7 separate regions of the Mus musculus genome follow, and all the other regions are linked to region 1. Evidence: chromatin contacts called from public ChIA-PET, HiChIP or PLAC-seq, capture Hi-C and promoter capture Hi-C data. All regions are on one chromosome and are shown on one strand. Each heading gives the region's core, a stretch centred on a gene start, on an enhancer-like site or on the middle of the called end of the contact. The rest is flanking DNA. Distances are from core to core; before and after follow the strand shown. Region 1 holds the start of Gstm4 (glutathione S-transferase, mu 4). Region 2 holds the start of Cyb561d1 (cytochrome b-561 domain containing 1). Region 3 holds the start of Eps8l3 (EPS8-like 3). Region 4 holds the start of Sypl2 (synaptophysin-like 2). Region 5 holds the start of Sort1 (sortilin 1). Region 6 has its middle 24 kb from the start of Eps8l3. Region 7 holds the start of 4933431E20Rik (RIKEN cDNA 4933431E20 gene).

Region 1 (3,561 bases), core at 408-2,907:
GAGGGTAAGAGGCTAAGAAATTCAAAAGGTAAATAAGATCTGTGCAGATTGGGAACCTGAGGGAGCTGACTCCTGACCCAAACGCTGCCTGGTCCAGCCCAGGGAGGGAGTGAGATGAGACTCACAAAGTCTGGGCTGTAACAGACTCGAGCCAGCTGATTGGAGACATCCATAGCCTGGTTCTCCAAAATGTCCACGCGAATCTTCTCTTCCTCTGTCTCCCCACCTGCAGCACACACAGCACAGACGCATCTTCAACACCTCACACCAGCCAAGCCAAGGGGGTTGTCCCCCACCCCACCCTGCTGACGCCCCACTCACACAGGTTGTGCTTGCGGGCAATGTAGCGCAGGATGGCATTGCTCTGCGTGATCTTGTGTGACCCATCAATCAAGTAAGGCAACTGCTTGGACAATAAAGGATGGTCAGACAGGATGTGAGGTCCCAGCCTTCCTTCTCTGGATTAGGACTGACATGTGGCCTGCCGTTCATCATGGCTAGCATGGGAAGCCCTCTACGAACACACTGCACACTGAATGGAAAAGCTAGGACACAGCCCATCTCAGAAACGCCACCAGGAACGGAAGCAAGTGAACAGAAGGAAGCATTGACTCCAAGCCCCTCTTCCAGGTGAGGAGGTGAGATGACTTCCCCAAACCTCCCCGTCCCCAAACCTCCCCGTCCCCCTCTACCTACATTGGGAAAGTCCAGGCCCAATTTGAACTTCTCACTCAGCCACTGGCTTCGGTCATAGTCAGGAGCTGTGATTGATGAGATTGCATAAAGAGAAATCAGCCCAGTGTCCAACACACCTATTTCAGGGACCCAACCCCCTAAGACAAGGATCTGTAACCTCACACAGTGAGCCTTTATCCCTGAAAGTTTCAGGAATAAAGAGTGCTTGGAACTGAGGGGCCTACAAAGTTTAGGCAAATCTTGATGAGGAATGTGATCTAATTTCAACAGGAGGGGTATCCACCCCTTCACTTCCAGGAGGAAGGAAGGTCAAGCCCAGCTCTCTGGGGCTTACTGAAAGAGGCAGATTCTAAGTCCATCTGGGGGAGCCCCGTAGTGCGGGAGGCGTGAAATGTAATGTAGGCACCAATTGCTAGGCGCCAATGGACAGGAGACGTCTGACCGACAAATAGCATTACCGTCTCCCATGGTGTATCTCTTCTCTTCATAGCTTGAGCCTGTGTATTCTAGGAGCAGCCGAATAGCGTGAGCTAGCTGAAAAGATAGGAATGGGGGCGGGGGACTTCTGTGTGACTTCACCTCCTCCAAGTGCATATACACGGGCGCACAAACCAGCAAGGACATGTGTGCAAGACCCTGAGCCAGACAAGCAAGGGATTCCTCTCGCCCCACCCCATCCTCACCCCCCAGCTCGCCTTCTCCTAACCCTGCAATCCTTCCCACTCATCAGGTGGTTGCTCACCCCACGGATGTCCCAGTAACCCAGTGTCATAGGCATGATGCTGGTGCCTGAGACTGAGTCCACCGGCCTCCGGTGTGAGCAACTTTGACTTTATCCTAGTGCCCTCGGGTCCCTGGGCGGGGCTGGTGCCCGGCGTGATCCTGCCCCTCCAGACTCTGCCCCGCAACACACACCCTGCTCTACAGCTTTTCCCCTGACAGTCACCTACAGAAGCCAAATTACTGAGCTCCGCCCCCAACAGACCGGAAAGCGTAATAAGCGATCCCGCCTGCAGTTCCGCCCAATCGTCCAGCCCGGTGCGCAGATGCAGAGCTCTAGTAACTCCCTGCCTTTGCCGTACCGCTCTGCCTTCTTACCCTGTTGCCTTCGGTCTGTGGGAGGGTCAGGCCACTAGGAGAGGCCCCAACCCGGAAGTGCTGATTAAGCACTTCAACCCTGCTGTCAAACAAGACAGACTTCTGCGGGGCTCTGCTGATGACAGTGGTCCCCAGGTGATGTTTTTCCGTCTGGCAGAGAACATGTTGTCTTTCTGTTCAGAAGTTCCTCATCTGAATTCAAAGAGATTATTTCTATCACAGATAAACCCCTGACTCAAAAAAAGGGTGGAAAATGGAAAATTTGAAGTTTCATACATGGTCAGGATGTCTGTATTACCCAAGGACAGAGGCAGCTTTCTCTATTGAGTGACCGTCTTAGTGTGTACTTACACAGACCTAAGACTTCTGAAATGTCCGAGGGTACACAGGGTCAGCATGTGACAACTCAGGATTAGTTTATAGCAAATGCAATCAAGAGAGAGATGTCTGAGTTCTCAATAGCTGCTGTTCATAGCAAGGCACACTGTTTCTTCACACAACATTGGTTGTCGTATGTGTCCAAAGACTGTAGTCTGCGGAGGGGGGCTTAGGGAAGTGGGCTCTCATTTTGTACAACAGACATCACACACTCACTGCATTTTGTTATTACATTAAGACTTCTACAAGATCACCAAATAAGAATTTTAAGCTCCATTATAAGTCTTCCTGAGTATATAGGGTCCATCTTTAACTAAAATGTGCTAAAGTGGCAGGTGACCATACTTACAATTCTTACTAATGTTAAGAATGTACTGTGGCAATGCATTGTGACAAAAATAATTCTCACATTCTAAGAGACTGGGACTTTCACTGGACCTCACAGCAAGAGTTAATAATACATCTTGAAGTCCCTTAAGCTTGCTATTCTACTATGTACTCTGTCTGTCTGTTTAGCCTTCCTTTAAGAGAATGATGTAAGAAGAAATACTTGTCTTGGATTTTCCATGTAATAAACTTCTATGACCTAAGATAACACGCAGCTGTAATCTGTTTTTTGGGTTTTTTGGTTGATGATGGTGGTGTTTTGAAGGTTTGGGGGGGTGGGGGGGGCAAGTTTTTGTTTGGTTTTTATTGTTGTTTCTCAGAGACAAGGATGTGTCACTCTCTGCATATCCCCAGATGTCCTAGAACTCACTGTATAGACCAGGCTGGCCTTGAATTCACGGAGATCCACCTGTCTCTGCCTCTGTGTGCTGAAATTAAAGGCGTGTGTCATCACACATGGACCTGTAATCCTTAATTGTGTACTTGTCTTAGTGACTTTTCTACTGCTGTGGCAAAGCATGTGTTTTGCATGTTGGTTTATTGTGTTGCTTAACTTGCCATTTCCCTTGCTTGTCTTCTGACTTCCCTACTCATTATCAAGCATAGAACTATTTCTACATATCTCTCAATGTGTTTGTCTCTTTGATTTTTGGTGTTTGAGATTAGGGGTCTCACTATGTAGCCCAGGCTGCCCTGTAACTCACAGAGTTCCTTCTGCCAATTTTTGCTGTATGTATTTTTGTCCCAGTCCCACTATGGAAGTGATCATTTATAAAAAGGAATCCCGTAACCCTCCTGGGAGTTCTCCCAAATTATCTGTGCTTGCCTCGTTTTGAAAGGGTTATCTAGTTATCCTTGAATAAGCGTGATTTCTTGGCAGATAGTTTTAAATATCTGGAACACTCTAAGGACTAGTTGGAATCAGAGTAAGTTAGTGTACAGGAGAAGGTGTCAGCCTCATGTCACTAGAGACATGGTGGAACTCATATGGCTCCAGACGTG
Region 2 (3,493 bases), core at 419-2,918, 160 kb after region 1:
GAAATCCAAGGCAAGACTCCCACCTAGATTCAGAGTTTGGAGGCGTTCATATCTCCACCTTCTTCCTTGGCAAGTAGGAGCTGGAGATCTGGTGCATGATCACCAGGGCTGGGTACAATGGTAGTCCCAGGCACAGGTACCAGGCTGTACCTTTGATCTGGGCCTGGAACCACACTGAGTACATGCCCAAGAGCACCGTTACTGTAGCCATCAGGTAGACAACCAGGCCACACGTCAGATGGTAGAGCTTGAGGCGAGCCACCCTTGAGACCCGGGCTGCTCGTGGACAGAGGAGGCAGAGCCCACACAGTGCCTGTCCTCCAGTGGCCAACAGTGTCAAGGCTCCTATCCAGCTGTGCCAGGACACCAAATGGGACATCTCACTTCGGATCTTGCTGGAAATGATGAAGCCCAAGCCTAGGACAGCACAGAGGATGGCCATGGTCTGCCCTGCCCAGTGGAGTCGAATCCGGGTTTTTCGAGAGCAGAAGAAGAACAGGGAGTGCTCAGGTGAGAAGAGTAGAATAGCTTCAGCCATGCAGAGACAGAACTGTAATCATAAGGAAAGGCCAGTGAGCCTCTAGTCTACATGGAGCGCAAGGAAAAGGAGGTCTTCTCACACATTCAGAAGGACACGGGGAAGCTAAGGACTTGCAGCCTCACACACATCCTTTCTGGACCACAGAACAGCAAACATTCTACTGAGAACTTTCTACTGAGTTCTGAGGACAAAGCCTTGATAAACATCCTTCTTGCGTCTTCCTTTTAGGCACTAGAGGAGAAATATCTTCTGTTCCCCCTTTCCCTGACCTTCTCAGCCACCTGACACTTTACTCCACTTTCCCCAATCCTATAGGTTTTAGGGAAAGATGAAGCCCTCTTTAAACCCATCTCTCTGACCCTTAGGCTGAAAAACTGAATGTCTCCCCAAGAGTTAATCTAAGAATATCCGAACTCACCGCCAAGGCCATGAACACAGGGTGCCAGGAGAAAAGACCTAAGTAAGAATCAAAGAGAATAGGCTGACGGCTGGGCTTCACTGATACTGTCCCGTGGTTTGTAAATGACAAAGACCGGGCCACAAGGTCAGCATATCATCTTAAACCTAAACAAGAATCAGGAGCTCACCACAAAGGGAGGAGTCAAGGGGCCCTTACACCCCCTTGGCCTGGGGATTGCACTTGCTGCAGCCCAGTCCCTAGAGTACCTTAGCCTGCCCAGGACCCTCTAACGCTTTTCCATGTAGGGCCTCCTAAGGAAGTATCAGTTCTGTCTTTTCAAGCCCCACCCTCCCTGGACTTCCGGGAACCCGCCTACTACGCTTTTACAACCACTCCCGGACCCGCCCCTCCTCAGCTGAGGGTCCAGGTTTCCAGTCTCCCAGTGCGCCCAAAGCGGCCCCTCCAGCGCCTAGGCTCCGCCCCTTCTTTGGCCCCGCCCCACCTCGCCTCGCACACTCACTGGTTCCGGGCCGGGACAGCACAGTCAGAAAGATGGTGAAGCCCAAAGCTATCAGGTGCGCCAAGATCCCACTGCCTCTCCGCAGCCAGCGGGTCAGTCTCGGCTCCCTCGCTGGAGCGGGAACCAGACCTACCTCCATGGAATGCATAGCAGTGCCAGGCCGGCCGGCACAATCCAGCTACCAGAGGCTTCTTCCGGGTTTGCTATCGCGGAGGCGGCGGCGGCTACAGGAGAGGCTCCTCCCCGGGGAAGCTGCGGGGCCGTGTGGCGGAGGTGCCCACAGCGCCCTCTGTAGAGTGGGGGGGAAGCGCCTCGGCCCCAAAGGGCGGCTCCCGGAAACCTCCACTGACCTAATCGAGCTCCCAACCCACCTTCATTCTATCTTTGTGTCTATAAGGGTATCTCAAGAGGTCTGCGAAAATTACATCGGTAGCAACTGATACCAGCGAAATCCCAAATCACACACTTGATTCGCTGACCCAAGAGCATGAAACCAGTGTTCTGAGCAGCTTTCTAGAAGTACTGGATTCCCTGGACTGCTTACTTCTCAGACATTTCTGGCTTGTTCAAGAGACAAGATTTCTCCCTGTATTAACATAAATGAAAAGCCAAAACCTAGTGATCTAATCTGATGACTTCAGGTATGAAAACCAAAAGAAGCAATCTCATCATCCCTGCTTACAGGCGTAGTTGCTCCCCATCCCCTCCCTCCCACGCTGCCCCCTCAAAATATTCCAGATCCATGGGGCACTTTCAGCCTTTGCTGCCGCCACAGTAGAACCAGAGCTTTCCACAACCCCAAGTTCTGCTACACTATTACCTCCAAAAAGGTATGACCCAACCTAAAGAGTTCTATATGGGAGAAGCTTTACTCCGTTCAGGGCAAACTCACAGAAGAGACCAGAATGAGCTGTCCAGTGGGTAGGGAAATGGCTCTGTGGTTAAGAGTGCATATTCCTCTTGCTCAGGGGGCTCACAGCTGACTGTAACTAGCTACAGGGGGATCCCACACGTCTCGCCTCCGCAGGCATCACATGCGCATACCCACACACAGACACCATAATTAAAAAAAAAAAAAAAAAAAAAGCTGTCCAGCACTTCTAGAGCAGTGATCGCCAAGCTCAACCTCTGCATGGCTGAGGAACTAAGGCTGGTTTTAAGACATGGGAAGGGCAAGAACAGCCATTTGTAGAGGGATGGAAGCCCAGAGTAGCTAGAAAACCAGAAAGGGGCCATAAGCTAACTCCCACAAACCCTCAGGACAAAAACCCAAGGATGGCGTCAGGTGTGAGACCCCTTCCCTCTCAGTTCTTTCCCAGTGGAACCATAGTTGTCGCTCTTAAGCCTCTGGGGTGCCTGCTCACTCAGCGTCATATGCCTTATCATCCTCTCTGAGAAGATTCCCAGGGATGCCAGCTCCAGGTTTCTGTGTGCAGTGTGTGTGTGCTGGGGTGTACACTGCCTGTCATCCCAGCCTCTCGGGTTGGAGCTGCGGAGAGTAAGGACACTCACTCATTTGGCTACATCAGTTTCCATCCTTTTCTATGTTTCTGGTTTTTATATTTTCTTAGCAGCAACAGAACAGGGAGACAGTCTTGAGGTATTTTAAAGAGTTTTTTTTTTTTCTTAAAAAAAATAATATAAAGTTATAAAAAGCGGCAGCAGCCTGGGGCCCAGATCTGGAGGGGAGGAGGTGCTGGCGGCTCCGTTGCAGTGGGCAGGCACTTTCTCGTTAATGAGCTTTTGACTGCAGGGAGACAAGAGGTAAGAGACAGGGTCAGGCTAGGGGCCTACCTGTTATCCTTCCCATTGAACATCTGGGCTAACCCTTGGATTCCTTCAGCTGGCCTAATAAATACAACCGAGTAAGGGAAAAGGAATGGCAGCCTAACAGAGGACTGGGTAATGAAGCTGGAGAACACACATGCACACACCTGTACACACACAAGCAGGCCTGTCAGTTACTATCAGGTTTCCCTTACAGGTGCCAGGAGAGCTGGCAGCACTTGAGCCATGCCTAACCCAGAAGAAT
Region 3 (3,498 bases), core at 847-3,346, 170 kb before region 1:
AGCATGAATAAGAAAAGGGTGGAGGTAAGATGCCAAGTTATTGGACTGTTGTAGCCAGAGGCAGACATTCTGGGGACCTGAAGGAGATGGCCACAGAGTGGGAGAGGAGGAGCCCACCCACGAGGTGATGGGGCTGGCTGATGTAGGGGCTGAAGGAGGAGTAAGGACTGTAGCTCCCCGCTGGGACACACGGAGGTGGGACCACGGCAGAGGAGCCTGGGATGTTTGGAGGGAGGTGATGAACTCAGGTTGTATTTTGAAGCGGCTGTGACTCACAAGTGTGTGTTCTAGCACCTGGCATGGTGCCTGGCAGGAAGCTGAGGAATAAATAAATTGATGATGGATGTTCCCCCAGTCTCTGTAGCCTCATAATTCCAGGGAGATTCTCTCAGGTTCTACTTCCTTCCCACCCAAGCCCCACCTCCTCATTCCATAGTCAGGATTGCTTGGGACCCAAACTGTCTTCCCAAAGAAGCGCCCTTCCCCATCCCTGGGGTGAGTAGCCTGGCCTCTGTATGCCTCCTAATGCCCTGTTTTAGCCAATTTCCATAATACCTAGCACCAAAAAGCTCCAGCCCCAGCCTCGAAACTTCCTAGGCTACAAGGCTCCTGCCTGGTGGACACCCAAAGGACCATGGCGTTCACAATCCTGAGAGTTCCTGGTGTTACAATATCCTTCTCTGCCCAAAGATGTCAGCTAGGTCTCTGTTATGTGTTGAATCCCTGCCCTACCCTGTTTCCAGGTATCCTACAGGAATCCCTGCTGTGCTTACATTGACTTGAAAGACCCTTAGGAAGGACAGGGCCTGGTCTGAGCTGGGAAGAATGAAGTCCTGGTTAGTCACCCAAACCCAGCCTGAGAATGGAATATGATTGGCCTTTAAGAATAAATAAACAAATTAAGGCTATTCAAACCTGAAAGTGGTACAAACCAACAGAAGGCCCAGGGAGGTCTAGGGGGCTAGTTCACACAGGATGGTGGCGAGATGCTGACCAAACAGGCAGTTTGACCTCTAGGCCCCAGAAATTGGCTGCCCAAAGGACCTTCCTGGGGGCTCACAGCAATTCAGTTGGGAGAAGTCCCTCCTAGGTCCAAGCCCTGGACTCTAGGCCATGAGGACAATACTGGATGACTGGGGGAAGCAGGACATCATCTCTCACTTGGTCCTGAGGAAGCCAAGGACACATTCCTGACTGCAGGCTATAGTTATATGATCTGTGGGAGTCTTCTCCACAGATCCTAACCCCAGCAGGGCCTGCGACTCTGTCCCAAGAGGCTTAGCTCCCACATGAGCATCCCTGCCCCTCTCTGCTTCCTTCTACTTCTGCCTTAATTCCTTTGCTGTCTATGTCTGAGCTCCTACATCCAGCTGGGAGTTTCCAGGAGGTAAAAAGTCTGGCCTGCTCCAGGTACCACAGGAGGTTTTTAAACAAAGCAACTTGCAGGAACTAGCAGGTTCTTGAATAGCAAAGGGAGGCCTTAGTTTGAAGGCATCTATTAGGGCCTGGGGGGCATGGGGCAAGGTGAAGAAGAAAGAGTAAAGAACAAGTGTGACCAGAGGGGAGAAGGGACAGGTGGATGTGGCCAGGATGAAATAGCCCTCTTTGTCATACCCAAGTGACCCTGAGCCTACCCCAACTTCTCTGGCAGGCCATGTCCTATTCATGGGCAAGACTTGGGCACACACAATCCCACACTCATGGATGCAGGACAGAAGCATAAAACACACATTCCAACCCAAAGCTTTTCTTGAGCCTATGGTCCATCAGTGGCCTGTCCCTAACTCAGAAACTAGGCTTAGGAGACCACATGTGCCTTCTCTTGTTTGTGGCCCCAGTACCTAATGCTAACCCAGGGGCCTCCCGAGGAGATATGTAAAAGGTAGGGAGATGAGGGGCCACACCTGAGGTCAGAGGCCAACAAGGAAGAAGCTGGAGAGCAGGGGTCTCGGGTAAAGCTCTGGCACCTGTCAGCACAGACACTTCCTCAGGTCCACTACCGTGCTGTGCGGTTGGTGGCCTGAAAGGCCTCTCCACCCTCTAGAGTCCAAAGACCACAGGTGTGGCTTCCTCAAAGCCTGCTTCCTGGCTCTCAGGCCACCTGATCACCAGTAGGTCTCTGCCTGAGGCGCTGGCAGAGAAGCCAAACAGAGCTCCCTCCAACATTAGTGGACCACTGGCTCAAGCATCAGACTCCTTGGGGGACCAAACACCAGGCGGCACTGGCAACCAGGTAAGAGCCTATTTCCAGTGAATAGCAAGGATTGGTGATCCTGGGGCCAACATGGACATCTCGGTGGCTTCCTAGAGTTGGGGCATCTTGCAGTGTCTTCTTAGATTCACGAGCAAGGATTAGCCTCAGGAACTTAGTACCTGCTGGAGACCAGAAAAGGCAAGGAGCTCTAGAAGGCTTTTCCCCTAGGTCAGCCTTGTAAATACCCCTTCCTTGCTCTATACACCTACACAAGGGAGAGCAAAGGCCAATGCCTGGCACTAAAAGGGCCCAGGCAGGTCAAACAGCACCCCCAGCCCTGGGGTGTAGTATCTTTAGTAGTAGCTGTTGAATTATCTCTACCAGCCCACAGGAACACCTGGTGATTTACAGGGACCATTCTGATGTGAAAGACTAGGGCAGGGCTGATCAGAAAAGGGCTCTTTTTTTCCTTCCATTTAGAAGCAGGAATTGAACGCCACTGCCTAGGGAGGCGAGGAAAGGCAGAGGGGAGAGTCAGGCTTCCAACACTCTTTGCTCTTATCTAGGATCGGGGTTTTCCCCACAGGGAACAGAGATTAGCCGCCTCCTCTGTGTTCCCATGATGCTCACTTGGAGAATAATTTTTCCATCTGTGAGTCATCTTATCCACTCTCTGTTATTTTCATAACAGTCCCAATAAATGGGTGTGAGTGCTTCCTTACACTTTGGTCGGGATATTCCAGGGTTACAAAGAACCCTAGTGCGCCAAACAGATCGATGCATGAAGGCACTCAAAACCATGGCCACGGATAACACATTCTCTTGACACATACACACACCCAGCACACACAAATGCTGGACGTTTAACTCCACTCCATTTCAAAAGATGTGTGTTCTAGCCTTCCCCTGCCCCCATGACCCACCACCTAGTGACAGGGACACATTTGTAAGCCACAGAGTTCTGGTTCACTTCCCTATTAAACAGTCAGAGTGACTCTAGGCCTGTTGTCCTCTCGGATAACAGTTTCAGCTCTGGGGTTGTTTTGAGTACTAGCTGGGTCACTGAGGCAAACCCCTTAAAGCTGTGCTCACCAATTGGTGCTGGAGAAGTACCAGTGGATGGATGGAGGTGAAGACTTAAGAGGTAGGGTCAGGAGAGGCTTGGCAGTGGGCTCGGAGTTCTGTCAGGGCTGCGGTGACCACTACTGTTGTCAGAGAGGATTGAGCAATGCTGAAAATACTCTGAGCAGGTGGTGGTTAAAGACAGCTTTACCAGATAGTTGGCTGTGAGCTGCATTTAGAGT
Region 4 (3,997 bases), core at 1,470-3,969, 180 kb after region 1:
TGTGCCACTATAGCCAGCCTCTTTTCTAATTCTTAAAGACACTCTAAGTCCTGACTACATCACTTTCTTCTCACAAGGATTCCAGTAAAACCCTTGCCTTTGGGTGATGATAATAATAAAAGTTTTCAATTGCCATTATAGTAACTACAAGATCTGTGCTTTCTGTTTCTCCTCTGGTGAGGACTATTTCTCACACTGGATCCTGTGCACTTTTCTGTTCATCTGCAAAGATTCAAGCAAGCCAAACCCACGCCCTGAGTCTAGGCTACCTGTGAGAGCACCAAAAGCAAGCCATGGCTCCTTATAATGTTACTATGTGAAGCAGTGCTTCTCAATCGGCCTAAGGCTGTGACCCTGTGACACGGTTCCTCATGTTGTGATGAGCCCCAACCATAACATTATCTTTGATGCTACTACATGACTAATTCTATTACAGTCTCATTTAACTCCAAAAGGGTCTCAGCCCACAGGTCGAGAGCACTGCTGTGAATGAAGTCTATCCCCCAGAGACCTGATTTAGTGGTACGAGGGCAAGATAGATCGATCCTGTTTTGTACAATTCCTTCCCTATAAAGTTGGAGATCATAAAAGTCAGAACGGTCTTAATTCTTAGGGAATCAGTGATGACTTTGGAAGAAGACTGGACCATTGAGTGAGGAGTCACTGTGTTCAGGGGTGTTGTAGGAAGTAGAGTGAGGACAGTGGCAGGATTACAGAAGGAAGCTTTCTAGAATCTTCCCAGGGGGGATAAGTCCATGGTCTTTCCTGCTGTTTCCACCTCCTGACAACCTGTCACTTTCCATTAGATCTACTTGTCTGGTTTATATAGCACGTATGTCTTGTTCCTCAGGATCTCTCAGCGCCTCCCTGCTTCTGAACCCCAGTTCCTTTGAAACCTTACCTTTCCTACTCGGTCCCCTCTGGTACTCAAGTCAGAACAGGGAAGGTCAGGAGGTGAAAGAGTTCAGGCAACATTGGCCCCACTCTTGAGGCAGCAGAGAAAGTCTCAGAGTTTATTTACTCTCAGGACTCCCAGGCTGGCCTGCAGCCCATTAGGATCTCAGATACCCAGAGACAATCCCAAATGCCCTCCAGATTTGATGATTTCCATCCAAACCACAATTACTTAGGATTTAGTGACATCGTGCTAAGTCCTATCTCCTGTGAATTCAAAGATCTTTAGAACTTGGTTCTCTTGGATATTAAGGGTAAATTGGTCCCTAGCTGAATCCAGTGCTTGAGGGTACAGTAATAACTTCATATAGAATCTGGTATATGGCTTGTCTAACAAAATCTTTTCTGCAAGAATGCACAAAATGTTCCCCAAATCTTTATGATTTGAAATGCTGGCTGCATCTCAAGGACCAGTGAAACAAGCCAGTATTCCCACTAGACCAGAGAAGGGGAAACTGAGGCCATGGGCCGGTGAATGTTTCAAGGTCACAGGGTAAATCTAATATTGAGCTATACTCTAGAATGCTGACAGGCATTTGATCCATGTTTGACTAATGTTGGAAACTAGTGTCCAGAGAAGTGACTTGTCCAAGGTCATAGAGCTGAGACAGGTAGCTCTAGGCCTGCAACCTACCATCCCTCCTTCCCGGCTCAATGTTCTGTTATGCCAGCTGTCACATTTTCTTCTGTCTTAATTGGTTTTTTTATGTAATCATTGGATTGGGAAACTGTTCATTCATCCATCCATTTCTTTACTCGGTTACAGTTTCCCAAATTGCTCCAGTGACTTCAGCTGGTAGTCTGTCTCCTGAGTCCACCCCAGGGATCATCCAGGTCCTAGAAGGTTCCAGGCAGGATGGTTTCTGTAACCCATTTCCTTTCCTGGTGCCTTTAGTAGTAGCGTTGTTCTCACTGCAAAGTGGACCTTACCCTCCTTGTCCTCCTCACCCCTCCCGCCACTGAAGAGTGGTATGTGCAGGATCAGAGTTCTGGAAAGGTTACACCCGGGTCTTCTCGTCCGAGTGAAATGTGAGCGCCCTGGGCAAAGGCGCCTTGCACATAGAAGGTCCGAATCCGGGACTCCGCATGCCGGGCTCCTCTCCCTCCTTCCACCGAGCGCTGGAGCAGCAACCCTGGTTCTCCCCTCCCCCGCCCACCTGTCGCCACCCCCCACCCTTCCGCGGTGGCTGGGCCCGCTGCATCTCCCCAGCCTCCTCCGGGGCCACATTGCTTCGGGTCCGCGTCACAATCCAGGCTCCCGAAATAGCCCGGGGTTAGGGCCGACTCACCCACTGGAGAACTTTGATGAAGCCCAGCGGCTCCTCCAGGCGCTGCCAGCGCAGCCCCAGGAGCAGGCGGTCCACCTGCGGAGACAAAGCCAGCAGACGGTCAAGGCGGGCCGGCCCGGAGGGAAAGCGTGGGGCTTTCTATTCACATTGCGGGGGCGGGAGAGACGGAATCAGACACATTCGGGACATCTAGGTAGACAGGGACTAGCGAGAGTCCACAGGCCGGGTACTCGGGGCTTACCTGCTGGCGCGGAGACTTGTCCGAGGTGCGGCCGGGGCTCTCCGTCGAGGACATGCTGGCGCGTCGGGGCGCAGTGCAAGGGTTCGACTCCCTGGCCGGGAGGCTGCGTGGGGCGCGGGGGCGCTGGGGGCGGCGGGCTCGAGGCCGTGGGCAGGCCGGGCTCCAGGCTGGCGGGCTGGGTCGTGGGGGCGCTGCTGCTCGCGCTCTCGGAGGCTCTGTCCGCCGCGCTGCCCCGCCGGCTGCAGAAAACCCCCGAGTCCGATTCAAACTTCTGTCAAACAATCTGGCGGACTTGGCAGCCGAGTCACGTGGCGTGCGATCGCGAACCCTGCTCCCGCCCCTTGCTCTCCCCTTTTTCCGCGCGTAGGGCGCCTTAAAGGGACCTGTGGAGCCTGCTAGCCGTCGGGCTGCCAGAAGGCTCCGGGGTTTTTGCCAGAAGCTTCCAGGATGGGTCCCCACTAGAACAGCCCAGCTGCTTCAACGCCACGGCCAAGGTCAGGAACCTACACGGGATGCGTGGGCTCTAGTGCAGCTTTCCCGATTTTCCTGGGTTCTGTGGAAGGGTTTTCTTCTACAAATACCGTAGTGACTAGAGCACACAAGATTTACCTAAGGCATTCTTAGTGCTTCTGCTGCTGTAACAACGGCGCTCCACCAGCCAGAACAAAGAACTGAACTTTTACTTCGCATCAGACACGGTCTTACTTTTTAACAACAAACAGCGTTTGGATGTTAATGAGTTTTAAAGTTATCAAACTTTAAAAAGTAAGAATTCGATCTCCTTTTAACCGCCAACACTATTTAAATGAGAATGAAGTCTCGGAGGAGCCGTGGGAGTGGAGATTAGCGTTTGTATTGAAAACTAGGCAGAGTTGCAGTTTGATTGACTTTGAATGGGCCTAATTTTCGAAAAGTGTTCTGCGGTAGCCGGAAGTGAGCAGTTGCTAGTATTACACATTAGGTTTACAAGGAGTGGAAATCTAGGTAGTTAAAGATGACTTCATTTACCCAAAGAAGCTGAATGAGCCAATGGGCGGGCCCAGGAGGAAACCAGCCTTCCTTCTTTGCTCTTAACTCTCGTCCATCAAAGTCATTTCTTTGATGATCTGCCACTATGCTTCCAGCATTTCAAAACCAATGCTTTTTGATTAAATGTTCTGCTGTTATTTATACAATCCAGCCATTGGATAAATGTCTTCCCAAACCTGGCCATGAGTGTGTGGGGAGGCAACCAGCTAAGGCTGGAGTTGAAGGAAACTTCTGCCATGGAATTACATGCAAATTTGGGCTAAATAAGGAATTGCTGAGTCCACAGATATGCCCGTAATAAATCATGGGGACAGGAGAAATGGTTCAGCAGTTAGGAACATTGCTTTCTCAGAAAACCATGGTTTGGCTCCTGGAACTCACATGGCACCTCACACACATCTGCAATTCCACTTCTAGGCTATTCATGGCCCCATTTGGCCCCTGGACACCAGGCTTACACATCAGATGCACATACACGCCTCAG
Region 5 (3,565 bases), core at 990-3,489, 240 kb after region 1:
CTCCCACAGTCTAAGAAAAGTACCTCTAGTGGGAAAAAGAGGCAATCATCTCTAATGTGTATGAGTGAGTGTGTGTGTGTGTGTGTGCGCGCGCGCACGCACATGTACCCAAGTATATATGAGGAGCCTGAGGAGGTCAGAAGAATGCATTGGATCCCCTGGAACTGGAGTTACAGGTGGTTGTGAGCTGCCACGTGGGTGCTGGGATCTAAACCCAGGTATCCTGTAAGCTCTTAACTGCTGAGCCGTTGCTCCAGGTCCAGTACTGCTTTTAACACTATAGATTAATGCAGATGTGGAAAAGAATACGTTGCTTTGAAGAGGTGTGTCACTCAAGAATATACAGAGAAAAAAGCGAAGGGAAAACATAGTGTAGCCCTCCAGCTTACAGTCCCTCCTATTGCTAAGGCAGGATGTCTGTATAACTGAGAACAGTAAGTATCATTATCTGCTATAATTACAATGTGAATAATTCAAAGAGATGGTTACTTTTCTTTAAATGTTGTGTTCAAGAAATGATCTTACATACAAAAAGGTATAGCTTTGTGATAATTACTTCATATTGATATTTTTGCTTGGGAGGCTGGTGAAGGAGGATCAAAGACTCTAAGCCACCCTGGGCTACAAAAAAAGACTCCCCAGTTCAACAAACTGACAAAATCTAAACGTTAATGGAACTAAATAGCTAAAAGATGTATCTGGTAGTTTCTCCAGCAGGTAGCACTGTTGAGTTAGCTTTCTTCTTTCCCCATAGTAAGACAATAGACCATTCATCTTTGTCACCCAAACAAAGAAATATTCCTTTGTAGCCCCCTTTTTCCCCTCCGTAACTGGTCACATGCTACTGTAACTGACTGCCTTGTGATCTAATCCATACTTGACACGAATTAAAAATAAGTTGTGCTTAAAAATAAATAATGTGGCGTTTATATTTCTGGAAAGAAAACACACTCATCAGTTTTTATCTTGTTCAGTGGCTCAGAAACTGGAGGGCTTTTCTGTTGATTTGCCATCCTGTTCCGCTTTCCAGAGCTTCACAGCTCCCTTCTTACTGTGGTTTTGGGGAGAGGAAAAACTCCCGAGTACGTAAATAGTTTTGTTTGTACTATTCCGTGTGCATACTCGGGTAGGCCTGCCGTTTGAGTTTACTGTTAAAGTTAAAAGTAACTTCCAATGGCTTCCACTCTGGTATAACATTTTGCATACTTTGTATCTTTTTATCTGGCTTCCTGAGTTCCGACTGAACAACTTGAAATGTTGGGAAGAGGTGGAGTGAAGTTAAGGATTTAGAACTGGTTTTACCAGCACTGCATGTTCTAAAAGTTGTGTGAGCAGCTTCTGCGGTGTAGGGAACAGTGGGGAGGTTATTTGCTGGAGGTGGGTATTCATTTAGGAGGCATCATATTCAGTGAGGGAATTGGTGTGATGCACTTACTGCAGGGCTAAGGGTGCTTTAGGTAACTAAAATCAGAATGTGACTGTACTAAAATGATAATATATAAAGTGGGCTTTAGGCAATTCTCTTCCCGTATACCTACACTTGGTGGCAAAGCTACCTACATTTCCAAGTCCGCAGAAGCCAAAAAGTACTTTCGCCTCTTGACTACCTCCCTGCAGATGAGGAAGGTGACTGAGGCCAAACATGTTGGAAAGACTTCTGCGGCTTCCATGAGACACGGGTGTAATGATGTTCATCTGCCCCATAGGATTTTCGCATTCACCTTCTTGGCTCCTTCAGCAGACAATGGGCGAGCCAGCGAGCCGGGGTTAAAATCCTAATGTACCAGTTTATGTCGGAGCCCCTTTTCCAACTGAGAGTAGTAGTTCAGGGATTCCCTGGCTTTCCCAGGCGCGGTTTCCACCGAAGGAAATTTTTAGGAGCGTTTGGAGGGGGGTTGGGAGGAGGGTGGAGAAGGCGGCAACGTGACCCAACCCTAACCCGAGGGTCTCCGGAAGCGCCGCCAACCTGCAGGCTGAGCGGGGAGGGGAGAGGGGTAACCCCTAGGCCAACTCCGGGAGCCCAGCCCGCAGACGCCGAGCGACGGTGGAGAATGACCTCAGCCGTCCCTGCCACGTTCCAGCCAATCAGTCCCGCATCTTGGCATCCGAATCCAGGACCCCCGAAGCCGGAGGCGACGCGAGCCAATGAGGAGTGGGCCGGGAAAGAAGGACAGGCGGCCAGCCTATTGGGGAGGAGAGGCCCGGCTGCGCGTATCCAAGCAGCGCGGGGCCGAGCTCGGGGGTGTGGCGCAGCGCCGGCGGGGGTGGGCGGGCGCGCCGGGTGGCAGGTGTCAGCGGCGTCTGCATTCGGCAGCGATGGAGCGGCCCCGGGGAGCTGCGGACGGCCTTTTGCGCTGGCCCCTCGGCCTCCTCCTGCTCCTTCAACTGCTGCCTCCTGCCGCCGTCGGCCAGGACCGGCTGGACGCGCCGCCGCCGCCCGCGCCTCCTCTGCTGCGCTGGGCCGGTCCGGTCGGGGTGAGCTGGGGGCTGCGCGCCGCCGCGCCCGGGGGCCCCGTCCCCCGCGCTGGCCGTTGGCGCCGCGGCGCGCCCGCCGAGGACCAAGACTGCGGCCGCCTCCCGGACTTCATCGCCAAGCTGACCAACAATACGCACCAGGTGAGCGCGCGAGGCCCGGGCGCCCGCCCCGGTTGGGTCGCCCCTCCGGGCCCGCGGCCCCAGGCGGCCGCTCCGCTCCCATTGCACGCTTCGAGGCTAGCGCGAGACCCCGGTTGCGGAGGGCGGCGAGGCGCGGGGGCGGCGGGGGCCGGGGTGGCTGCGGCCCGTGGGGCTGTGTGTCGTCATAGCCGAGGCAATCCGAGACTTTGACTCGCTGCATTCTTTGCTTCTGCTTCTTAAGTTGTCAGAATCTCCCGGTCATCCCCCCCCCCCCCCAACCCCCACCCCGAATATAGAACGCCGGGTCCACCAACGCTGGTACCTACCAGGAAGCTGGAGGCATAATTACCCCTTGAGTGATCGCAGAAGTTGGACAGCCCAGAAGCAGAGGTGTGCCCTCCCTGGGTCGGTACTTTTGAGGTTGACGTCCAGAAATCCCACAGCAGTTGTTAGGTCATGGCTTGTGTTTCCATAGTTAAAGGAACACTCATGGAAATGAAAATGACATTGAAACCCAACCGTGAAATGATATCTCCCCTGCTCCCTAAAATTAAAAACAAAAACAAGCAAACAAAAAACTGATTCAAGATGTTTCCTCAGGATGCAGGCTCAGAACCCTCTAACCTGACCCAAAACGACCTTGAGAGGTATTCCGAACCAAATTCCTGTGTGCAGAACCCAGAGAACAGAAAACGGCCTCTAGGACCTAGATTAGAAGCAATTGCAGAACAGCTCGGATCATCCAGAAGTTCCATTAAATGGCTTTACAGAGTGGCCAACTGTCCCAAACAAGAGTCTGGTTTGTAACCAGTCAGCCCCCTCTTTCTGCATACTACAGGATCTTTAAATCCCTTTGCTCCAGACCCATTCTGGAGATTGGCTCCAGTGTGCTTTGTTTCCTTGTAAGTTGACCTATTAGGAGACTCTTTTTGCACAAGAACTGGTATTG
Region 6 (3,521 bases), core at 486-2,985, 190 kb before region 1:
GCAAAGGCATCTGCCTGTAGTCCCAGAACTGAGGCGTTTAGAGACAGGAGAAGCCCTAGAGCTCGCTGGTCAGCTGGTCCCGCCAAGTCAGTGACCATCTGGTCCAGTGAGAGACTGAGAGTGTAGAGGAAGACAGGCATAGACATCTGGCCTCCACCCACAGGTGTGTACATGTGTGTGTGCAACCCCTTTCACATGAACACACACAATACACCATACACACCACACACATAACCAAAAACACAAAAATGAACAAATAGCACAGCCCTGACTTTCCGCTGGGTCTTGTCTGTGTGGAGTCGGCAGTCTCACTGGGAAAAGAGCCTGGCTGCCTGAGGACAGCAGTGTGGGGTCCCACTCTGACCTCCAGTCCCACAACTCGAGCATCCCTTTCTAAGTGTAGTGTGTCTCCAGATCAGCAATGGGTCAACACCTCAGAAGCGTGTGTGTAGAGTCTCCGTTGTATTCCAAGCCCTGCGCCGGACACTGCCCTGCAGCAGTAAGCAGGATGGATGTGTCCAGCCTTTGGTAACTCTCCCATCCTTTCCAGTGTCACCACCCCTGTCTCCATTTATCCTCATTCCAGATTGCCTATGTTCCCATTTTCCAGCTCTGTAACACTGAGCAATGTGTTTAGTGCTCTGGACCTCATCTATAAAATAGGGTAAGGATCCCTCCCTCCTAGAAATGAATTAATATGAGAGCCCAGTGCAGATCCAGATTGATCCCGTTATCCTCTCCCCCCCCACCCCCACCCCCGGCTTGCCTCTGGTACTATCTTCCCCTAGCATGTCTTTCCTCTCTTCTGCAGAGACCTAGAAACCCAGCCTCTGAGAAGTTTTCAGAAGGAAGACAGGCAGGTTGTGGGGCAGGCCAGGGTTCTGCCAGACCTACCAGTCCTTGAGGCACTTTTCTGTTGCTGAGTGTTCTGCACCTCTTGGAAAGTGGATGAAGGCAGGAGTTTGGGCGATAAGACCCCTGCCTGTGACTACAATGCCAGTAGCATTGAATCTGAAGGACTCAGGTCTATTGACTGAAAGTCCCCGCTCCACCTGGTAGAACTGGTCCCTATAAACTATCAGCCACCTTACGACCACTGGCAGATTCAGGGGCCTCTGAGGATTAGCACCCAGATGCAGAGCCCTCTGACTTGGAGACAGGGGAATATATCTCTCAGAGCCAGATGAGACCCACAAAGCCTCAGGATGGGGGTACTGGCAGAGCCCCGTGGAGGCCCCACGGAAAGACTCAGCCCAGGAAACTCTGAGCAATGCCGGCAGACCACAGGGCTCTGAGCTTCCTGCTCTCCCCATTTAGGACACCCTGTCAACGTCAGAAGGCTTGTGAAACCTGCTGGTGGGCAGTGGAAACTCACGAGCCCCTAGGGTTCGTGGGCTGTGGTTGCCCCGCCCCTTTGCTGCCCTGGTGTCCACACTGCTATGGGATATGAGAAGGGTACCTGATGGAGGCCTGGAGAACTCCTCCTTGGAAGCCTGGGTCCTGGGCTCTGCATGTGTGTACTCTGGATGCTGCAAAAGTGCAGACTCTGTTGCTGAAGGCCTTTGGGGTAGGGAGATGTGGCTGGCGGTTCCTTTTCCAGCTTTGCTGGTTCTGTGCCTGACTTTGGGAAAGGTGCTTTCTTTGTTTCGGTTTTGTCACCTTTAAAATGGTGACCAAAAAGCACCCACATCCTGAACATTAAAGAGTGACAGAGACTTTTGAAGTACCTGGTACACAGTATGCTCTAAACAGGACCAGTTGTCTTGGCAACCGTGAGAAGAAACAGGCATCTCAGAAGTGGATATTTTTGACTCGTAATTTAATTATAAACTATCCAATCGACTACAGACGGTTCCAAACTTACAGTGGCTGTCTAGCTTAGTGCTATGAAAGCAATGCACACAATACAACAGAAAACACACTTTGAATGTGGGTCTTTTCCCGTGACTATGGATATGTAATCTGGCCCTCTCTGGTGAGGCTGGGAAGTGACAGGCAGCCACAGCTCCTAGTGAACCATGTGATGGTGGCAAGCAACAATGAGACCCTACAGTGTACTGAGTTGCTAAGCCATGGTTTTGGGGAGGCTGGGTATATGAACTGCATCTTCAATGACACTCTCAATGTACGATAAACTTACTGGAAACCAGACCCGTTGTAAGTCAAGAGGCATCCATGTACTTGGAAGAACGCACCGTCTTCTCAAAGCTGTTTCTCTCTTTGACTGTTCAACAATCCCTAGGTCTGTGTGGAGAGCCCAGCTTTGGTACCTCTGCTTAAGAACTGGAATGAAGACCTTACTGAGGGAGTCACACGTGGTCAGAAGAGGAAGTGGGCCCTGTACCAACCCGTGTATAACATAGCCATGGGGACCTTGCAGAGGCGGCCAAGGACAACGACAGAGGCTATTTTCTCAGCTACTCCCAGGGCTATTGCTCAAGACGGTCCAGGACCATCTGTGGCTATTCCTCCAGTGCTGCGCTTGCTGGGGCTCCTGCTTTATCCCTGCAGACCACATTAGAGCTTTGGTCCCTTTTTATCCCTCATGCTGAGGTGGGGCTCCATCTCCTTTCTACACCCTACAACACGATCATCCCTACAGCGATGCCATATCTTCCACTCCCAGATCTCTTGATGGTCAGCCTCAATGTCCGTCCACCTGCCCGTGGGCCAGCAAAGCAGCCCAGACTCAGAACAGAGAAGAGACGGGCTCCAGTGGGACATCCTGTTGTGATTTTCTCCCCAATACCTGGATATCAGGGAGAAGGCAAGGGGGAAGCCCAGCACTTGAGAGCTACTTTTTGTCTTTATGCTCTAGAAGCACTGAATGCTTCTAGAAGCATGAAGTGCATTTCTGGACTCCTGGACAAAGCAGTTGGGAATAGGATAATCAAGAAGAAGCCAGGATAGAAGCTGCTGTCTTAAATGGATGGCCCAAAAGATGGTGGTCAGGGAAGTGGCCTCAGAAGCTGCTAAAGTACAAGGAGGGATCCCTGGATGAAGCCCGGAGGTTGATGGACCATCCAGGTACTGGTGGGGCTTGGAGATGTGAAGGCAGGGCCTTGTGTAAGCATGGTTCAAGATGGGGTGACATGTGGACGTTAGCTTCCCAGTGTATTCAGAGACTGCAATCAGAGCATAACTCCCTCAGTGAAGAGCCCTGGGTAGGGCCAAAGCCAACCAACAACAAGCACACTGCGCAGAGCTCTCTGTCCCACCCAGCCTCCACCCACCACCCCGAAGACCGTTCCACACTCTGCATCCACAGCGGTGCACTGTTCACAGTTTTCCAGGGGTCCCCGGGGCATGGGAAGCCCGAATTCCCTCAGGAACAATGAGTATCTGAGAGAGATGGGTGCAACAGACACCGCAGATGACCAGCTCCCGGGTCTGTACTGAGCAGTTATGGGACTAGGTGCAGTCACGTGACAAGGCACTCTCCCCGAGCCTAGGCTGCACATCGTCCTAACAGCTGGGCTCATGAGCTATTTAAGTGAGGAGTGTGGTGAGAAGACTCAGTG
Region 7 (3,940 bases), core at 1,382-3,881, 150 kb before region 1:
AAAGCTCATGGAATGAATTCTTCTCCATGGAAGAGAAGCTATGCTTCAATTGAGATACCCTGTTGTTAAGGTTTGCTGTTCTCATGGATTCAAGAGCCCCTAACAGGTTCTTAAGATTGTCCAGGAAATCTCTTTTGGCTGAATTTATCCAAGACTGTAACATCATCCCGAGCTAAATACCTTATTTTCAGATGGACTCTATCATTCACTCTCAACTTCCTGGCCTCACAAAATCCTCAGTAACACTGAGTATGAAAGCAAAACTTTTACCTCAAAGGAAGGGGGTGGGGGGAGAGGGAGGGAAAGGCCTTCAGAGTTGTTAGGGGCAAGGTAGCCAATTCAGAAAAGTTAAGGTCTTCGAATGGAAGGAGCCACTATCCCATTGGCCTTGGCCCATCTTAAAGCTGAAAACCAGGGGAAATCTATAGGATTAGGAAAAAAAATGTGCTCTACCCCAGTGTTCACCTACCTTCATAGAAAAGACTGTGGCAAGGTAAGAGGCTCTAAAGTTAGCCAAGCACAGGGAGCCAGCAAAACTAATGTTTTAGGCCATCCTCAGTCTGCATCCTGGACCATCCAGGGAACTTGAGTGGTCCATCAATCTTCTCCAAGCTTCAATTCCTTGTTCTATAAACTGGGCAGAACACCTAATCACAAAGTTATTTAGCCTGAATTGGGATATATCATGAAACAAGTAGAATACTTAGACTACTCTAGAAGTTTTAGACTCGTGGCTCAAGTTAATTTGTTGCTGGCTTTTGTTTTCTTGGGAGGAATCAACCCAGGCATTATACAGTCACATGTCTCTGTACCATTTCTTCTTTATTTTAGAAAAATGTCCTTTTACAAAGTCTGAAGTTTGAGTCAGTTAAACTAACGGGGAGACATAATTTCCCACACCCAGACTTGGGGCTCCGGGAGGCCTGGTGTCTTAGTCAGGATTTCTATTCCTGCACAAACATCATGACCAAGAAGCAGTTGGGGAGGAAAGGGTTTATTCAGCTTACATTTCCACATTGCTGTTCATCACTGAAAGAAGTCAGGACTGGAACTCAAGCAGGTCAGGAAGCAGGAGCTGATGAAGAGGCCATGAAGGGCTGTTCCTTACTGGCTTGCTTCCCCTGGCTTGCTCAGCCTGCCCTCTTATAGAACCCAAGACACCCAGCCCAGGGATGGTCCCACCCGCAAGGGGCCTTTCCCCTTTTGTGCTGTTTTACTCCACAATATGCTTATCATTTTCCGACTAACTTGTGGATCCTGAGCATCAGAATGAGGTTACCTGGGGCTGGAGAGATGACTCAGCAGTTAAGAGCACCAACTGCTCTTCCAGAGGTCCTGAGTTCAATTCCCAGCAACCACAAGGTGGCTCACAACAGTCTATAGTGGGATCCAATGCCCTCTTCTGGTGTGACTGAAGAGAGAGAGCGACAGTATACTCACATATATAAAATGAATAAATAAATCTTTTTTAAAAGATGAGGTTACCCTTAGTGGAGTTGTGTTTTAAATGTAAGGTACTAAAACAAAAAAATAGAAGACATCTCAATAATTTTCATACTACATTCTGAAACAGTATATATTGGGCTACGTAAGTATACTATGGATTCATTGCCTCCTTAAAAAAAAAAAAACTAGAAGCAAACCATTTAAAAACAATCATATGTCTGTCTTGCATTATACTGCTAGTGAACATTATGATCTAGATCCTATACACTCCCCACAGAGCAGAGAGAAAACACTCACACCCTCTGTCTGTCTGGCTGTCCATACCCTTTGCAACCTGCCCCAAATGCTTAATGTTTTGACTCCTCCCATAAACCAGCCTAACTCGACAGCACCTGCTGTTTATCTTGCATAGCTATTTGTCACCTTTCGGTGTTTGCTCTACCCTCCTCTTTCCTGGAGTGTCCTTTGAGGCATTTCCAATGTGCATGACCTATCCTTTTTCACAGTGGACCTGTTTAGTGTCCCCAGCCTCCCTCAGTCTTCACAGAGCCATTTGTATCTTACATAGAAAATGTTTCTATCCCCAAAGTACCTTATACCTGAATCGTTTCCTACCTCGTAGTTTTATGTGCCAGCTCAACTGTGCAACATGACTCACGCTTCCCGGGTAACTAAGGTCCAGGCCCCCACTGCCAGAAGAGTAGATGAAGCATCAACAGCCCTGGGAGAAGTTCACACCGGAGGATTTCAGGAGCCGCAGCAGCTGCGCCTGCGCACCGCCCACTGACCACGCGGAGGGCGGGTGGAGCATAGAGCGAGAGAGGAGGAGACAGTTCGGTCGCGTCAGCCCGGCCCACAGCGTCCAGTATAAAGTTAGCCGCCCACAGTCCATCGCTGTATCCCCGAAGGGGCTAAGATCGCCCAAAATGTCATCCAAGTCTATGGTTCTGGGTTACTGGGATATCCGCGGGGTGAGTGGTCCCTCGCCAGCCCAGCCTCTGGGACAGAGAGGTGCAGGCGGCCGGGCGGGGGTCAGGGGCCGGTGGGCCGATCTCCAGCCTACCTATGGGGTCCCCAGGACTGTGGGTAGAGGAATAAGGTACTGGAAGTTCCCGGGCGTGAGCGAAGGGGCTGCCTAAGGACAATTTCCCTGGACAGGACGCAGGAGCTTGGCAGCGTTGGGTTGGGGACATTGACGGAGGGGGCCTGCGAGCAAGTGGGCACTGCGCAGGCGCGCTGACCGGGGTCTTTCTCCATCCCCTGCTTTTAGCTGGCTCATGCTATCCGCATGCTTCTGGAGTTTACTGATACCAGCTATGAGGAGAAACGGTACATCTGTGGGGAAGGTAATGAATGTCTGTGGGTGCGCTACAGTTGTTTTTTACCCAGAGGGTTGTACCACACCAAGATGGTGTGGGACCCCCTGCTCCTGTAAGCTGGGAACTTTGCCAAGAGAGGCCCATAGAGTTATCTCTTGCTGTTCAGGCCCATCTTTGCAGAAACTCAAGGGTTAGTTTTTGGGGATTGGGAACTTGAGATAACAGGTCTAAGTCTCAGCTAGGTCGGTAACGGGCTTGGGTCCCACTTCTCTCTTACAGCTCCTGACTATGATAGAAGCCAATGGCTGGACGTGAAATTCAAGCTAGATCTGGACTTTCCTAACGTAGGTGGTTTTGGAGGAGTGGGCAGAAGGGAAGGCCTTCAAGTGTATCTGTTTTCACTTCATCTCTGGCTTGGGAGCATCTAGATAGAGACTCTTCACGTTTATAGAATGGATAGAATTCAAGGGTCATTGAACAGAACTGAGAATAACATTTTATTTCCTACTAACGTCTGAGAAACACTAATATTCTCCTCTTAAAGGCAGGCTATAAGAGACATGAGTTGATAGCCAGGTCTGTGACTTTATCACTGATAGATTCCAGGTATTTTCATGGTATCCTAAATGTATCCTCATGTGTCCTGGTTGTTAAAACACCTATTTTTTTTTTAAATGTATCCATAATCACCCTACTTTTACATACTTTAAGGTATAAAATATTTACATTTTGCTTTTTAAACGTCTATATGCCACACATACATTCACAGTGACACACAGGATTAAGCACCCTTGTCTAGAGTCAGGTGAGGACCCAGTGCTACTTTCTATTTATTTAGTTATTTCTCCTGGCTTCTACTCTCACACACCTTGCAAGTCTTCTCTTTTCCAGAGGAGTGGCGGTCCTGGAGGACTAGGTTCACATTAACTTTCCCCTTCTAGCTGCCCTACCTCATGGACGGGAAGAACAAGATCACCCAGAGTAACGCCATCCTGAGATACATCGCACGCAAGCACAACATGTGTGAGTGGGCTGAAGGGGATAGGAGGGAGGAGGCAGTTGGCTCACCTGGAGGTTGGCAATCCTGAGGGTGATTTGTTGCCATCTGGCTGCAGGTGGTGACACTGAAGAAGAAAAGATACGAGTAGACATCATGGAGAACCAGATCATGGACT

What was found. Promoter capture Hi-C pulls out the DNA fragments that hold promoters and counts their contacts. ChIA-PET counts read pairs in DNA pulled down with a chosen protein or histone mark. HiChIP or PLAC-seq counts read pairs in DNA pulled down with a chosen protein or histone mark. Capture Hi-C pulls out chosen DNA fragments and counts their contacts.
Region 2: a promoter capture Hi-C map of adipose tissue shows a contact between it and region 1. The contact joins the promoter of Cyb561d1 here to the promoter of Gstm4 in region 1. A contact is called at or near these places in 21 of 39 promoter capture datasets (the 3T3-L1 cell line, 3T3-L1-derived adipocytes, the C10 cell line and 16 more), 2 of 484 Hi-C or Micro-C datasets (both in embryonic stem cells), 5 of 115 datasets of contacts at active chromatin or transcription factors (bone marrow-derived macrophages, effector CD8 T cells, embryonic stem cells and 2 more) and 3 of 9 other capture datasets (adipose tissue, liver and pancreatic islet).
Region 3: a promoter capture Hi-C map of embryonic stem cells shows a contact between it and region 1, with 2.8 times the contacts expected there. The contact joins the promoter of Eps8l3 here to the promoter of Gstm4 in region 1. A contact is called at or near these places in 25 of 39 promoter capture datasets (the 3T3-L1 cell line, the C10 cell line, the HPC-7 cell line and 16 more), 3 of 15 datasets of contacts at CTCF or cohesin (the NIH/3T3 cell line and large pre-B cells), 64 of 484 Hi-C or Micro-C datasets (the 3T3-L1 cell line, 3T3-L1-derived adipocytes, the AML12 cell line and 41 more), 9 of 115 datasets of contacts at active chromatin or transcription factors (T-cell acute lymphoblastic leukemia, craniofacial prominence, embryonic basal ganglia and 5 more) and 4 of 9 other capture datasets (adipose tissue, liver, macrophages and 1 more).
Region 4: a promoter capture Hi-C map of adipose tissue shows a contact between it and region 1. The contact joins the promoter of Sypl2 here to the promoter of Gstm4 in region 1. A contact is called at or near these places in 6 of 39 promoter capture datasets (the 3T3-L1 cell line, 3T3-L1-derived adipocytes, fetal liver and 3 more), 1 of 484 Hi-C or Micro-C datasets (the G1E-ER4 cell line), 2 of 115 datasets of contacts at active chromatin or transcription factors (embryonic stem cells and pancreatic cancer cells) and 1 of 9 other capture datasets (adipose tissue).
Region 5: an HNF4G HiChIP or PLAC-seq map of pancreatic cancer cells shows a contact between it and region 1. The contact joins the promoter of Sort1 here to the promoter of Gstm4 in region 1. A contact is called at or near these places in 4 of 39 promoter capture datasets (the 3T3-L1 cell line, liver, pre-B cells and 1 more) and 1 of 115 datasets of contacts at active chromatin or transcription factors (pancreatic cancer cells).
Region 6: an RNA polymerase II ChIA-PET map of memory CD8 T cells shows a contact between it and region 1, with 12 read pairs. The contact joins the enhancer-like site here to the promoter of Gstm4 in region 1. A contact is called at or near these places in 2 of 39 promoter capture datasets (embryonic stem cells and liver), 3 of 15 datasets of contacts at CTCF or cohesin (the NIH/3T3 cell line and large pre-B cells), 42 of 484 Hi-C or Micro-C datasets (the 3T3-L1 cell line, 3T3-L1-derived adipocytes, the AML12 cell line and 33 more), 10 of 115 datasets of contacts at active chromatin or transcription factors (T-cell acute lymphoblastic leukemia, bone marrow-derived macrophages, effector CD8 T cells and 6 more) and 1 of 9 other capture datasets (adipose tissue).
Region 7: a capture Hi-C map of macrophages shows a contact between it and region 1, with 3 times the contacts expected there. The contact joins the promoter of 4933431E20Rik here to the promoter of Gstm4 in region 1. A contact is called at or near these places in 23 of 39 promoter capture datasets (the C10 cell line, the HPC-7 cell line, HPC-7-derived erythroid cells and 14 more), 4 of 484 Hi-C or Micro-C datasets (cerebral cortex, cortical neurons and embryonic fibroblasts), 5 of 115 datasets of contacts at active chromatin or transcription factors (bone marrow-derived macrophages, embryonic forebrain, embryonic stem cells and 1 more) and 4 of 9 other capture datasets (adipose tissue, liver, macrophages and 1 more).

What each region holds. Positions count from the first base shown.
Region 1 is chr3:108,043,199-108,046,759 of GRCm38.p6, forward strand. It overlaps Gstm4 (glutathione S-transferase, mu 4), which reads right to left and starts at 1,658. Exons shown (of 8, transcript NM_026764.3): 1 at 1,439-1,658; 2 at 1,155-1,230; 3 at 697-761; 4 at 322-403; 5 at 126-226. The coding sequence starts at 1,474.
Region 2 is chr3:108,199,166-108,202,658 of GRCm38.p6, forward strand. It overlaps Cyb561d1 (cytochrome b-561 domain containing 1), which reads right to left and starts at 1,669. Exons shown (of 3, transcript NM_001081320.2): 1 at 1,462-1,669; 2 at 960-997; 3 at 1-550. The coding sequence starts at 1,609. The coding sequence ends at 47. Atxn7l2 (ataxin 7-like 2) reads right to left here. Exons shown (of 11, transcript NM_001289545.1): 11 at 3,063-3,208. The coding sequence ends at 3,194.
Region 3 is chr3:107,875,134-107,878,631 of GRCm38.p6, forward strand. It overlaps Eps8l3 (EPS8-like 3), which reads left to right and starts at 2,097. Exons shown (of 19, transcript NM_133867.2): 1 at 2,097-2,233.
Region 4 is chr3:108,223,880-108,227,876 of GRCm38.p6, forward strand. Sypl2 (synaptophysin-like 2) reads right to left here and starts at 2,720. Exons shown (of 6, transcript NM_008596.1): 1 at 2,485-2,720; 2 at 2,244-2,318. The coding sequence starts at 2,538.
Region 5 is chr3:108,281,825-108,285,389 of GRCm38.p6, forward strand. Sort1 (sortilin 1) reads left to right here and starts at 2,240. Exons shown (of 20, transcript NM_019972.3): 1 at 2,240-2,616. The coding sequence starts at 2,317.
Region 6 is chr3:107,851,671-107,855,191 of GRCm38.p6, forward strand. No RefSeq gene overlaps it. Among named protein-coding and RNA genes, the nearest start is that of Eps8l3, 24 kb to the right of the region's middle. Within about 2 kb of position 1,736, at least 68 of the 459 cell types and tissues checked have an H3K27ac peak or open chromatin away from gene starts, as enhancers often do. A contact at or near this core is called in the G1E-ER4 cell line, the HPC-7 cell line, Th2 cells and 7 more, where this site is marked.
Region 7 is chr3:107,893,582-107,897,521 of GRCm38.p6, forward strand. It overlaps 4933431E20Rik (RIKEN cDNA 4933431E20 gene), which reads right to left and starts at 2,632. Exons shown (of 3, transcript NR_015459.1): 1 at 2,062-2,632; 2 at 470-647. It overlaps Gstm5 (glutathione S-transferase, mu 5), which reads left to right and starts at 2,273. Exons shown (of 8, transcript NM_010360.2): 1 at 2,273-2,417; 2 at 2,717-2,792; 3 at 3,045-3,109; 4 at 3,707-3,788; 5 at 3,881-3,940. The coding sequence starts at 2,373.